3 separate regions of the Drosophila melanogaster genome follow, and regions 1 and 3 are each linked to region 2. A link is a contact called in public Hi-C data. All regions are on one chromosome and are shown on one strand. Each heading gives the region's core, a stretch centred on a gene start, on an enhancer-like site or on the middle of the called end of the contact. The rest is flanking DNA. Distances are from core to core; before and after follow the strand shown. Region 1 holds the start of Pdhb (Pyruvate dehydrogenase E1 beta subunit). Region 2 holds the start of Doa (Darkener of apricot). Region 3 holds the start of Bicra (BRD4 interacting chromatin remodeling complex associated protein).

Region 1 (3,706 bases), core at 192-2,691, 220 kb before region 2:
GTTGAGCGTGGACTTTCAATTATGAGGCTTATTGGCAGAGGGCGATCACCGACTGGCGGCTTGGCGCAATCGAGTATCTTTGCCTGCACATAATCGGATAATATGGGTGGGGATTAGTGAGGTCCGATCTATGACTTGGGGCAGGAGCTAATCCACCCATATTATCCCATTAAGCGCCGCTGCATATTGCACTTGAATTGGTCTATTTGCTAGCTGTTGGAGTTGTGAGGCATTTGTATTGGATTGTCGTGTTCTTTCTTTTGGTTTACGTTTTGTTGGCAATGAGATAATATGAGTAGTTAGCCTACTGCTGGAGTGCGGGGAGTGGTTCTTAGGACAAGGATGAGGCAACTCACGTGATCGATGGCCTGCATGGAGAAGTTCCAGGTCATGAACTCGCACACGGGACGCAGACCGGCCATGGCAGCGCCAACAGCGATGCCGGCAAAGCCCATCTCTGTGATTGGCGTGTCGATGACGCGCTTGTCGCCGTACTTCTTCCACAGTCCACGGGAAACCTAAAAAGGGCATTAAATGATTAATAGAATGTTAGGATACCAGAAAAATATGTAGGGCTTATTCAGGATGGGAACCTTTTATCTGTTTGTAAAACTTTCCAAGCTGATAACTCATTAACTAAGATTTCTTCAGGAAATACCATTATTCTAACAGGTAATTGTATTGTACTTTGCGTGTCCTATCTAGTTGTTACACCAGTAGCCACAATCATAGTTTAAATGAATCTAATAGGATAGAATTGCTAACGCCGGTTATCAATCCACCTCAAATGGGTAAACAAATCGTTGTTTTATGGGCCAATCTATATAATCAGCAGACAGTCGGTCACACATATTCTGCGTGACCTTGCCCACTCCGATCACGCATTCGGATTCGCGTCGACCTGTTCGGAATCACTATCAGTAGTTACATATAGCACGCATATATCACCCCGCTGACCACCAACTTCCCCCATCCCGGCCACCTGCATCAGCTGTCGTCGTCGCAACCGCCTGCTTGCTGTTTACGTAATCGCGCAGGGGCAGGAAAAGTCGCAGATCTCACCTTGTAAGCACCGTCGTACTGGGCCACCTCCTCGCCCAGGATGAAGACGCGGTCGTCGCGGGCCAGCTCATCGTCCAATGCGCTGTTGAGGGCATCTCGCACGGTCATCTGCTTGGCCGCCAGGGCCTTCTGGCTGGTGGAGAACGCTCGCTGGGCGGAGCTGGCCGCCTGGATGAGTCGGGTTCGGAGCATCGTCGGTTTGCGGTTCGCTTTCCTATGGGTCTATCGCTATCGTTGCCGGCTGTAGGTGTTATTTTTTGGGTTTTAAGTGCTATTATCTAACTAAAAATGGGCTATGGGTTTACGCACCGACTTCCGTCGAAATTTTGATGTGAAAATGGGATGTGACCAGATGTGACCACTTTAATGCCGTATTGTGGGCACACTTGGAGCTTACCAGGGCTGCCAAATAAATCACTGTTAAGTGGGACTAGTGTTGGCCACTCTAGATTTGGCTAAATTCATACTGTGTTAGCTGGATTTTCGAAAAAATTAGCCACTTCGTATTAATATATATTCTTTAGAAAAATTCTTTTATAAAGTAGTGATAATATCTAAAATATAATTTAATTTGCTTTTTTTTTATTTAAGAGGTATTTCAAAAGTAAATGATTGCTAGCCCCATCTTTAGTTTTGGCCGGACTGTTGAAGAACAAGTTGGCAGCATTGCAGCTCAAAAATGCAGCTCTCGTGAAATAATTTTAGAATTTCTTATTTGTAATTTTGCATAGTGTGGGCCAGAACTAGCATATATAAATTAATGCACTGGCACGTATAGAGATGATTAAGGCATAAAAGAGGTAGTAGTTGGACCAACCTTGGTTAGTTAGCTCCGATTCCTCCGCGGCCAGCGGCGCACAGCAATCGATTTTTATTCGAGGCGAATGCTGTGGAATTTCCCATCCAACTTTCCCACACTCTGAATTCCGGCGGCGGCATTTAGTGAAACACTATGAAGGACGGCGGTCACATAACGCTCACACTCCCGCCGGGATCAGCGGCGACGACGGACGAGCGGGGCAGGAAGAGCCTGCGTCGGGTAGGTAGCAACCTGGCAGAAGTCCAGTTGCTGGGGTCCTGGGACATCCTCAAGAAACCCAGAACTTATAAGTACGATCTTTTGTCTCACGGTTCAGGCTTGGAATCAGCTACCGCGTTGTCAGCGCAATCTCATTATTCTGGGCATCACCGGATTCTGCGTGACAGTGTTGCTCTGCCTAAGTGGCGATCAGCTGCTGGCTGCCAGCTTAAAGGATGTGGACACCAAGGCCGAGGTGGCAGCATATCAAATGCCCCTGCCCAATCCGCACCATCATCCGGGGGTGGATAAGGATGTGCCCAAAGACACTGCTGCGGTACCTGTTCCGGCCGATAAGAGAGCACCCCGGGTGGAGGCGGTTAGTGATAAGGTAAGTAGGCCCCCCACTTAATTGATAAGTGCCTAAGTGGCTGGAGTTGTTTGCCTATTAAGATAGCATGCGTATCAATACGATTGACTATTGGTGTTTGATTTATTGCCCACGCAGCACACTTCCAGTAAAATCTATTAATGATATCTCAATATCAATCAATTTCAGTTTAATGAGCTAGTTGCCTATGGAGAAGCGAACTCAGCGGAGAACGTGGCCCGTCTGCCGGAGACGGTGGCTGCTGAAGGACTTCCCCAGGCCTCGGCCATGGCCGTGGCCTTGCCTCCCCCCGATAGTAACAAGGAGCAGGACATCGGTGGAATCGACATCCTAAACAATGTAGAGGAGCCCGTCGCCCAGGATCCAGCAGAGCCGCTTAGCGAGGGCGAGCAGCTTGAGCAAGCCATCAAGAACCCACTCACTCTGGGCGGCGTTAGCTTCAAAGAGCATCTCAAAAAGATCAAGCCCATTCTGGCCAAGGGCCAGCACTTCCATGGCGCCACCAACGAAAGACAGTCGGCTGTTGTAGCCGCCTTCAAGCACTCCTGGGCTGGCTACAAGAAGTATGCCTGGGGCCACGACAACCTGAAGCCCATCTCCCAGTACTCCCACGAGTGGTTCGGTCTGGGACTAACCATTGTTGACTCATTGGATACCATGTACATAATGGGACTGGATGATGGTAAGTTGCCTATATCCTAATGTGCACAAAATCATTAGTTTATGGAAATACTTTCCTTATTTTTCTCAATAACATCTACACAGAATTCAAGGAAGGACGCGACTGGGTAGAGCAATCACTGCGCTTTGATACCAAGCGCGATGTAAACCTATTCGAGGTCACCATACGTGTCCTAGGCGGACTGCTGTCTGCATATCACCTGAGCGGCGATACAATGTTTCTGGCCAAGGCTGCGGAACTTGGCAACCGTTTACTTCCCGCCTTTCAATCGCCGTCAAATATCCCCTATTCTGATGTGAATCTCGGAGATCTTTCGGCGCACTCGCCGAAGTGGTCTCCTGATAGCTCCACCAGTGAGGTCACCACCATTCAGCTAGAGTTTCGTGATTTGAGTCGCTCTACAAACATCTCCATTTATGAACAGGTAAACGAAACAGATCAGATAAGGGCAATAACGAACTATAAAATAAATGACTTATCAGGTTGCTCACAAAGTAAACGAGAAGGTGCATGATCTGGAGAAGAACCATGGTTTGGTGCCCATATTCATTAA
Region 2 (3,683 bases), core at 323-2,822:
ACTGTAAGTCAACGGGTGGTGTGAGCACTGGGAACAGCCCTGTATCACCCACCACCCCTTTCAGCTGTTCCCATCTAGAGGTGAGTACAGTACGGAATACAGCTGGCACGCACACGCACACATTCACACCCACATACACATATACACACTCGCACACGCGGGCGCTCAAGCTAATTGCAATATTGTGGCTCTGTGTGAGTGCATTGGAAAAACGGACTACAAATAAAAGCAACGAAAGAGTCCACAAACTTTCGCATTTTAATTAGCTAACCATTAGCACATATACCTTGCAATTTGCTGCTGATATTTTTCACGAGCGCGAAAATTGATTTTTGTGCTATGCGCTCCGCTGGCTTTGCTTTGCTACTGTTGTTGTTGCTTGGCCGAAGCGTCGCTGTCGCTGCCGTTGTTGTTGCCTTTTGAGCAGCTGCTGCTGCCGCTATATCCACAATTGTTGTCCTGTAAATCCTGGCTTCTGCTTGTTGTTGAAAACGCTTGTTGGCCTTTTCACACACACCGAAAAATAGTGTGCGTTTACGTTGAAAATCGTCTTTTTTTCCTTCAATTCACGTCACTTGGTATTTTATTCACCACGTCTGGGAGACAGTGTTGTGCACGCCAACTAAACAGTGTTGAAAAAATCTGGCGGAAAAGAGCTGCCGAGTGCACAACAACAGTACCAAACAAAACACTTAGGAAAAACTAAAACAGCTCAATAATAATGGCCTACAACCAATAAAAGGGATAAAATTCCACAAAACCTTGCTTCTGGAAGCAAGAATTGGAAAGTAACTTTTCTACTTTTATATAAGATCTAAAATCGTTCTTATGAGGTATTGGTATGTATTGAGCGCTGGCTAAATAGTTTATTGGTGTAAAAACCAAGAATTGGTTTCTACTTCTTCGTCCGCTAGCAGGTCGACAGCCCTTGCGACGCGGCGTGCTGCGTAGTCAGCTGTGCACCCGCACGCTCGAGTCTGCGTCTGTATGGGTGCCACAAATCCCATAGACGGGTAGCAGTTTTGTTGGATATCTTGTTTTCCGTATTTTCGAGATATCTGTTTTGCCGAGCATTTTCATATCTTGTTTGGGGCTTTTCAGCCGTCTTACCTCTTTCTTCGCGCGGCGCTGCGTAGTATTAGCTGGGGGCGTGGCGAGGGGCGGCGCTGGCAGAGCCAAAAACGGCGAACGCGGCAAATAGAGGCGCTGCCACAGGCCGCTCAAGAGTTGCGTTAGCGATTGCCAGGAGAAATTCGCTTTCGCTTGCTGCACGCTGCCGCTGGGCATGAGCTTGTCCTTCAGCGAGGGTAGTTGCATGGGTTTTGTACTGTTGTTTCTGCTTAGGTGCGAGTGTTTGCATGGGAATGTTCACCTTTTGGCGCTCTTTTTCGCTTACCGCGCGCAGTTCGCCTCTAGCAGCTCGTCTGCGATAAAATTACCGCATGGCGGTGCCCGTTTGGCTGGGCTGCTCTTTTTAGCAGCTCTTTTCAGCAGCCTGCAGTCCAACAAATATGATTAATACGCGGGTATTTGCAACGGATTAAATTGAATTGCACTTGGTTAGTGATGTGAGAAGCATGTGATTGGGCGACTCTTATCGATGTTTTGTTGATATCGATGTTGAGTAATGCAACCGTTAAGGGTCGTCGTAGCACAGTGTTGGTAAGAGTAAGCAGTTGCCACATAATGAAAATTCAGGCGGGAAGTATTCAAATTCAAAACTAGCCTCGGACGACTGTTACAAAACTGGTCCAAAACAAATAAATCATCTTTTTAATTGTTGTATATTTGACTTTTTAAAATGAAAGAGTAACTGCGCGAGAAGCAGCTGGCTGCCTCGTGTTCGGCACTGCGCCTGCGCTGCTTTGGCGCCCAATAAAAATACGGGTTCCGATTCATTCAATTGCATAACAATACGCGAGGAAAAATAACGGTATCGTTATCGTGTGCCCACGCTCAGTCAAATACTGACGTGCCTATCCCAACGGTCGTGTACGCGGATTCATTTCCCCGAACTCTGCTTCCCGCGTTTTGTCGCTCTGGGAAAGAGTCCATCTAGCTGGGATATACTTTATTTTATCCGACAGAAGCCCACGGAAGCCGATGGAATGGCTTGAATACCGATAAACTATATAGTATGCCCCGCCCACGTAACATCTGCAAGCCGAGTGGAGAAACCTGCTCATCGTAGCATCGGTCCAGGATTGTAGTCCCCGAAAAAACGTAATCCCTCTACTTTTGCGAGGAGGATTCTGTACCAAAAACGTGTGCGTGTTCCATGGCAGAAGTGAGTATTTTTATTGATTTTTTCCCGGGCCCGGGAGCTGGTATTTGTGGCCTAATCCGAGACTCGCGTGATTCGCATGGAATATTCAATTACACACACACACCAAGGAGTACAAATGGCGCAGGCCTTTTTGGGTCACGAGGCTGCTGTGCGAGTGTGTGTGTGTTGACATTGTCCTGGTCTCGTTTTCATTTTCCTTTTCGCTTTCGCACGTGCTTTTTTTGGCCAACACATACGTAACAAATCGCATCTTAGCCCGCCGCATATAGACGATCCATAATTCATGACGTTTGCTTTCGCTTTCAGCTGGCCAGCTAGGGAACCGGAAACGGAAACGGCCACGCAACCGGAACCGGAACTGGAACAGTGATTAGAACTGAAAGTGAGCCCGAGACCGTAACCGTTACCGATTTCGAAAACGATCAAAGGGATTAGCACGGCATGGACACCGCTGCCGCCGCCGCCGCTGCAGTCGCCGTTGACCTGAAACCCGATCAGCAGCTGCTGGGCAGCTCCACAAAGACCAGGATTGGAGGAGGAAGCACTGGATGCGACTGCCTGGGCAGCACCGTGGAGACCATGTCGCTGACTCCGCCACCCACGCCGCCTACACGCGCCATTGATGGCCAAGTGGAAGCGTGTGGAGCTCCAGGCATCCCAAGTGCTCCCGCTGAGACCCATTCCCTGAACGGAATGAAAGGCAAGGAGGCGCCGGAAACAGCAACCGCAATAGCATCCACTGAACCCACTCAGCCGGATACTCCCGCCACATCATCCACGTCTTCCGCCAAAGCTTCCACCACGCCAACGTCTGCCTTGCTGGGATCGGGATCAGCAACAGGCTCGGTAGTCCCTGCAGCGGAGCATCCACCAGCTGCAGCTGCATCGGTGCCTAGTAGCAGTGCCAGCAACTCCAGCAGCAGCAGCAGCAGTTCCGGATCCGACGGGAATGTGGTCCAACTGCTGCCCTGGCAGGACATGCCCACGTATCTTCAGTTCAACCCCTACGTACTCCGGGGTTACAGACCGCTTCAGACCTTCAAAGGATGCCTCCTCAGCCTGTTCTACTGGCACAACGAGTCCATCAACATACTGACACATGGTGAGTTCCGTTTGCCCTCAACCTTCCACATCCGACCCTTTCCCACCCACCTGTCACCACTGGCTTAATTATCGATCCGCCGCGTCTAACTGCTCGTAACAATCACGGTCAAAGCCAAGTGGAGGCACGTAAATAGATTAGGTCGGAATTTATAATGAACCTTGACTGAGGTTGGCTTGGGCATGCATAAGAAAGTGGACAACTAAAGATAGCATTCACCCTCAGCTAAATATGGATTTTGTTGATCACTTCTATTAGTTTAAAGTACAATTTTTACATTTTATCTCTTTCACA
Region 3 (3,485 bases), core at 614-3,113, 170 kb before region 2:
ATTACGCTGGTTTTTGTCACTGTACAATGGCCGAATTGTTGGAGTGTCGGAGGTGTTTACAAAGTTCAAGTGTTTGGGAGCAGCTGCGCAGCCAGCGTTTATTTTTAGCACGAAAGAGCAGCGAGAGCGAAGCAGCGAGAAGAGCGGCGAAGAGAACGTGCGCAAGTGCATTTTTAAAATCAGAATCGGATGCTGCACGCTCTTGCTCTTGCTCTCAGTAAGCGTGATTACGAATTTGGATTTTCTATTCGTAGTTTTTTTGTGTGTGTTTTTGATTGGCATTTTCTCACCTGGTCGATCCAATGACTGTCTGCGACTCATTGGCAAAAGATTTGTGCTGCTCTTCTGTTGTGTGGTGTTTTTTTCAGGGGGGTTTTATAGACAATAACGTCGGCGAATGCAAATTATGCCAATTTTGATTGATTCATTGGGTAATTTGTTGCTGCTGGTTGTTGGTTCCTTTTGGCTATTGCTTTTGCTTATTTCCTTTTGCCGCGCTGCTTCTTACTCAATTCTATACACTCAACACACACACACGCGGACATCTTTCGAATTTCATTTCACACGCGACTGTTGACTTTCTTTTTGCCCCTCTCTCACTCTAACGCGCTCTTTCTTTTTCTCACTCTCTGAGAACTCGACAGATGTTGTTGTTGTGGGGCCTTTTTTTGATTTGAGGTGTTGCTGCTTCTGCTTCTATTGCAATTTGTGACGTGCTGTTGTGATTTGTTTGTTGCTGGCTTGTGGTTTGAAAAACGCTTTTTCGACAACACACATATGGGGAGCACGCACACACTCACTCGCCAGCAGCCAGCACACACACACAAACACACACGCACGCACACATTCACTCTCGCGCGTCACGTCAATGAACGCAGCAGCACGTAGTTGTTGTTTTCGTCACTGATTCTCGCCTTGTACGCACATTTTGCTGGCTAATCGAAGCACTTGATCGGCAACTGCTCATCAGAGCCTTGTTTATTTACATTGCAGCACGGGGCTAGTGCACTTTCCCCGATTTTATGCGTTTTTCTCTCGATTCGCACGGCCGTACAACGAGCGCCGCCGCCGCAAACAAAGGGAAATGGTGAATGCTAGAGCTGGAAGAGAAGCCGATGGTTAGTCGATACTATCGATGTATACAGATAACTGGCAGCATCGATGTTTGCCCCGCAACCATCGATTGTATTCACTCTAAAAAATATGGTTTTCTACAAGAATTCAATGTTTATAAATAAAACAGTCACTTTAATAAAAGCTTAGAAAACTCTTTGTGATTTATAAAGATTTAAGCGCGTTGTTTACGATAAGTTATAAAAACTAGGGTTGACACCTGTCTGTGAAAGACTTTTTGAATGTAAATAAACATCAAGACGGCAATAACGTAACGAAATTAAATTGATAAATAACTTTATTTTACTAGTTTAACAAATAAGAATATAAAGAAAACCATACAAGTTTCCGCACTAAAAACAAAATATATTATTTTTAGAACACGAAATAGTAAGCGATATTTTGAAATGCGGAACTGAGTATTTCAGGCACATCTGACAGCCCTGAAACAATGCAGACCAGACATTAGGTCGGGGACGTGTGCTAGACCGAGATGTCTGCTAGTACTGCTTTTGTCTCACTCGCGCACGAAGAGGTAGAGAAGAAAAAAACCAAAACGAAGTGGGCAAACTAGCGAACTTCACAAAACCCTCGACAAGACAACTTTGTATTATTGCCCTATTTCTCCTTGGTTATTATTACCGCGGCTGGGCGAGGTATCCCTTAATGTTCGATTAATAACATTTCCGCAGATTTCCCGCACTTTTGCTGCACTCCGAACTGTTGTTTTATCGACTGCCCGAAATCGATTGGTCGATGGGCGATAAGCCCTACGGGCGAAATTTTACCAACACTGGTCGATAGCCAACTATCGTATCGTATCGCCTAATTACAAAAAATAAATATAAATGAAGTGAAGCGGACGCAGCAACAAAAACAAAGAGATTGCTACGATCAAAATGCTACGGGTAAGTGACCTGATCGGCGATGAAAACGCATATAGAGTTCAGTGTGCACATATACCTTTATCTCCCTGTACGACAGGCAATCGGGAAACGGGACAGGGACATCTTCGAGGAAGTTTGGCCGGACAAAAGGCGAATAGTTTTAAAGCTACTGCGCCAGGACACGGTGTCGCAGCGCGAATGGCAGGACCTATTCTTCGGCGTACACTTCGTGTGCCTGTGGGACGAGAAGGGCGCGGCCAAGATCTACGACTGCCTGCAGCAGGACATCGTTGAGTTTATCGTCCAGGCCCAAAGCCAGGTGCAAGCGCAACGGGGCGAGCAGGCCCTTCTGGCCACCTATATTGTGGAGTGGCGGAAGTTCTTTACACAGTCCAACTACCTGCCGCTGCCTTTCCGCCAGCTGGAGCAGTCGCCCCAGGTGAAGCCCTCCTCCAGTGGCAGCAGCTCCTCCGCATCCGTCTCCGCCTCGGGAGCGAGTACGAGTGCCGCCGCGGCGGCAGCAGCTACTTCCTGCAGCGGCCAGGCTGGAAAGTCAGGAGCCTCCACCTCAGCCGCAGCTGGAGCCTCCACTTCAGCCGCCGCTGCTGCAGCCTCCACATCCGCCTCCACAAGCTCAGCAGCGGCAGCTGCAGCTGCTTCCGGAAGTGGGAGCTCCAGCAGCAGCACCTCTACCTCCAAGAAAAACCCCACGGAGGACAGTCCTGTACGAAAACTAATGCTGGACTCCTGGAACAAGCACATATTCCACGACATCAAGCATCGTCTGCAGGAGTCGGCCATGAAGATTGTGCACGCCGAGCGGAACGGCGATGCCTATGATGCCCAGCTAGTGGTAGGCGTGCGCGAGAGCTATGTGAATCTCTCCTCGAATGCAGAGGACAAACTAGAGATCTACAGGGAGAACTTTGAGATGGCGTACCTTAAGGCCACTGTCGAGTTCTATCGCCTGAAATCCGCCGAACAACAGCAAGAGAACGGAGTGCTGGCCTATATGAAATACGCCGACTCAAAGTTGCGTGAGGAGGAGGTTAGGGCCAAGCGGTATCTGGAGCCCAGCAGCTTCAGTATACTTACTTACACGCTGGTTAATGTGCTCATAGTGGACCACCTCAACTCAATCATCGCCGAGTGTCCGGCTTTGATCAGGGACTATGAAACGGAGCGATTGAATCTCATGTTCCGCCTGATGGATAGAGTGATGCACGGCGTTGGCGTGGAGCCCATGATGGGTGACCTGCAGCGTCACATCATGTCCGCCGGACTGGCCGACATGCTGTCCGCTTCGGAGGTGATTACCCAGGATTCGGAAAAGTACGTTGAGCGGCTACTTGAGCTGTTCAACAAGTTCAGCGACCTGGTACGCAACGCCTTCAACGACGATCCCCGCTTCCTCACTGCCCGCGACATTGCTTTTAAGACGGTAGTCAACGACACCAGCGTGTTCAAGATGGAGCTACCCACGAG

Evidence for each region. A called contact is a pair of places that touch in the nucleus more often than the background predicts.
Region 1: a contact with region 2 is called in a Hi-C map of the Kc167 cell line, with 1.9 times the contacts expected there. The contact joins the promoter of Pdhb here to the promoter of Doa in region 2. A contact is called at or near these places in 9 of 107 Hi-C or Micro-C datasets (the D17-c3 cell line, the Kc167 cell line, the S2 cell line and 4 more) and 1 of 6 datasets of contacts at active chromatin or transcription factors (the Kc167 cell line).
Region 3: a Hi-C map of the Kc167 cell line shows a contact between it and region 2, with 3 times the contacts expected there. The contact joins the promoter of Bicra here to the promoter of Doa in region 2. A contact is called at or near these places in 4 of 107 Hi-C or Micro-C datasets (the Kc167 cell line, the ML-DmBG3-c2 cell line and the S2 cell line) and 1 of 6 datasets of contacts at active chromatin or transcription factors (the Kc167 cell line).

What each region holds. Positions count from the first base shown.
Region 1 is chr3R:29,110,806-29,114,511 of dm6, reverse strand. It overlaps Pdhb (Pyruvate dehydrogenase E1 beta subunit), which reads right to left and starts at 1,441. Exons shown (of 6, transcript NM_170386.2): 1 at 1,372-1,441; 2 at 1,063-1,303; 3 at 357-518. The coding sequence starts at 1,254. alpha-Man-Ib (alpha-Mannosidase class I b) reads left to right here and starts at 1,690. Exons shown (of 6, transcript NM_143410.4): 1 at 1,690-2,101; 2 at 2,199-2,471; 3 at 2,640-3,153; 4 at 3,237-3,577; 5 at 3,636-3,706. The coding sequence starts at 2,015.
Region 2 is chr3R:28,885,962-28,889,644 of dm6, reverse strand. Doa (Darkener of apricot) reads right to left here and starts at 1,572. Exons shown (of 14, transcript NM_001144648.3): 1 at 1,397-1,572; 2 at 1,111-1,339. The coding sequence starts at 1,317. CG33203 reads left to right here and starts at 1,936. Exons shown (of 8, transcript NM_001170294.2): 1 at 1,936-2,287; 2 at 2,594-3,389. The coding sequence starts at 2,729. It overlaps Nepl21 (Neprilysin-like 21), which reads right to left. Exons shown (of 1, transcript NM_143389.3): 1 at 3,630-3,683.
Region 3 is chr3R:29,061,418-29,064,902 of dm6, reverse strand. Bicra (BRD4 interacting chromatin remodeling complex associated protein) reads right to left here and starts at 1,863. Exons shown (of 9, transcript NM_001276122.1): 1 at 1,756-1,863; 2 at 291-1,100. The coding sequence starts at 321. It overlaps Cul5 (Cullin 5), which reads left to right and starts at 1,928. Exons shown (of 7, transcript NM_143408.3): 1 at 1,928-2,021; 2 at 2,098-3,485. The coding sequence starts at 2,013.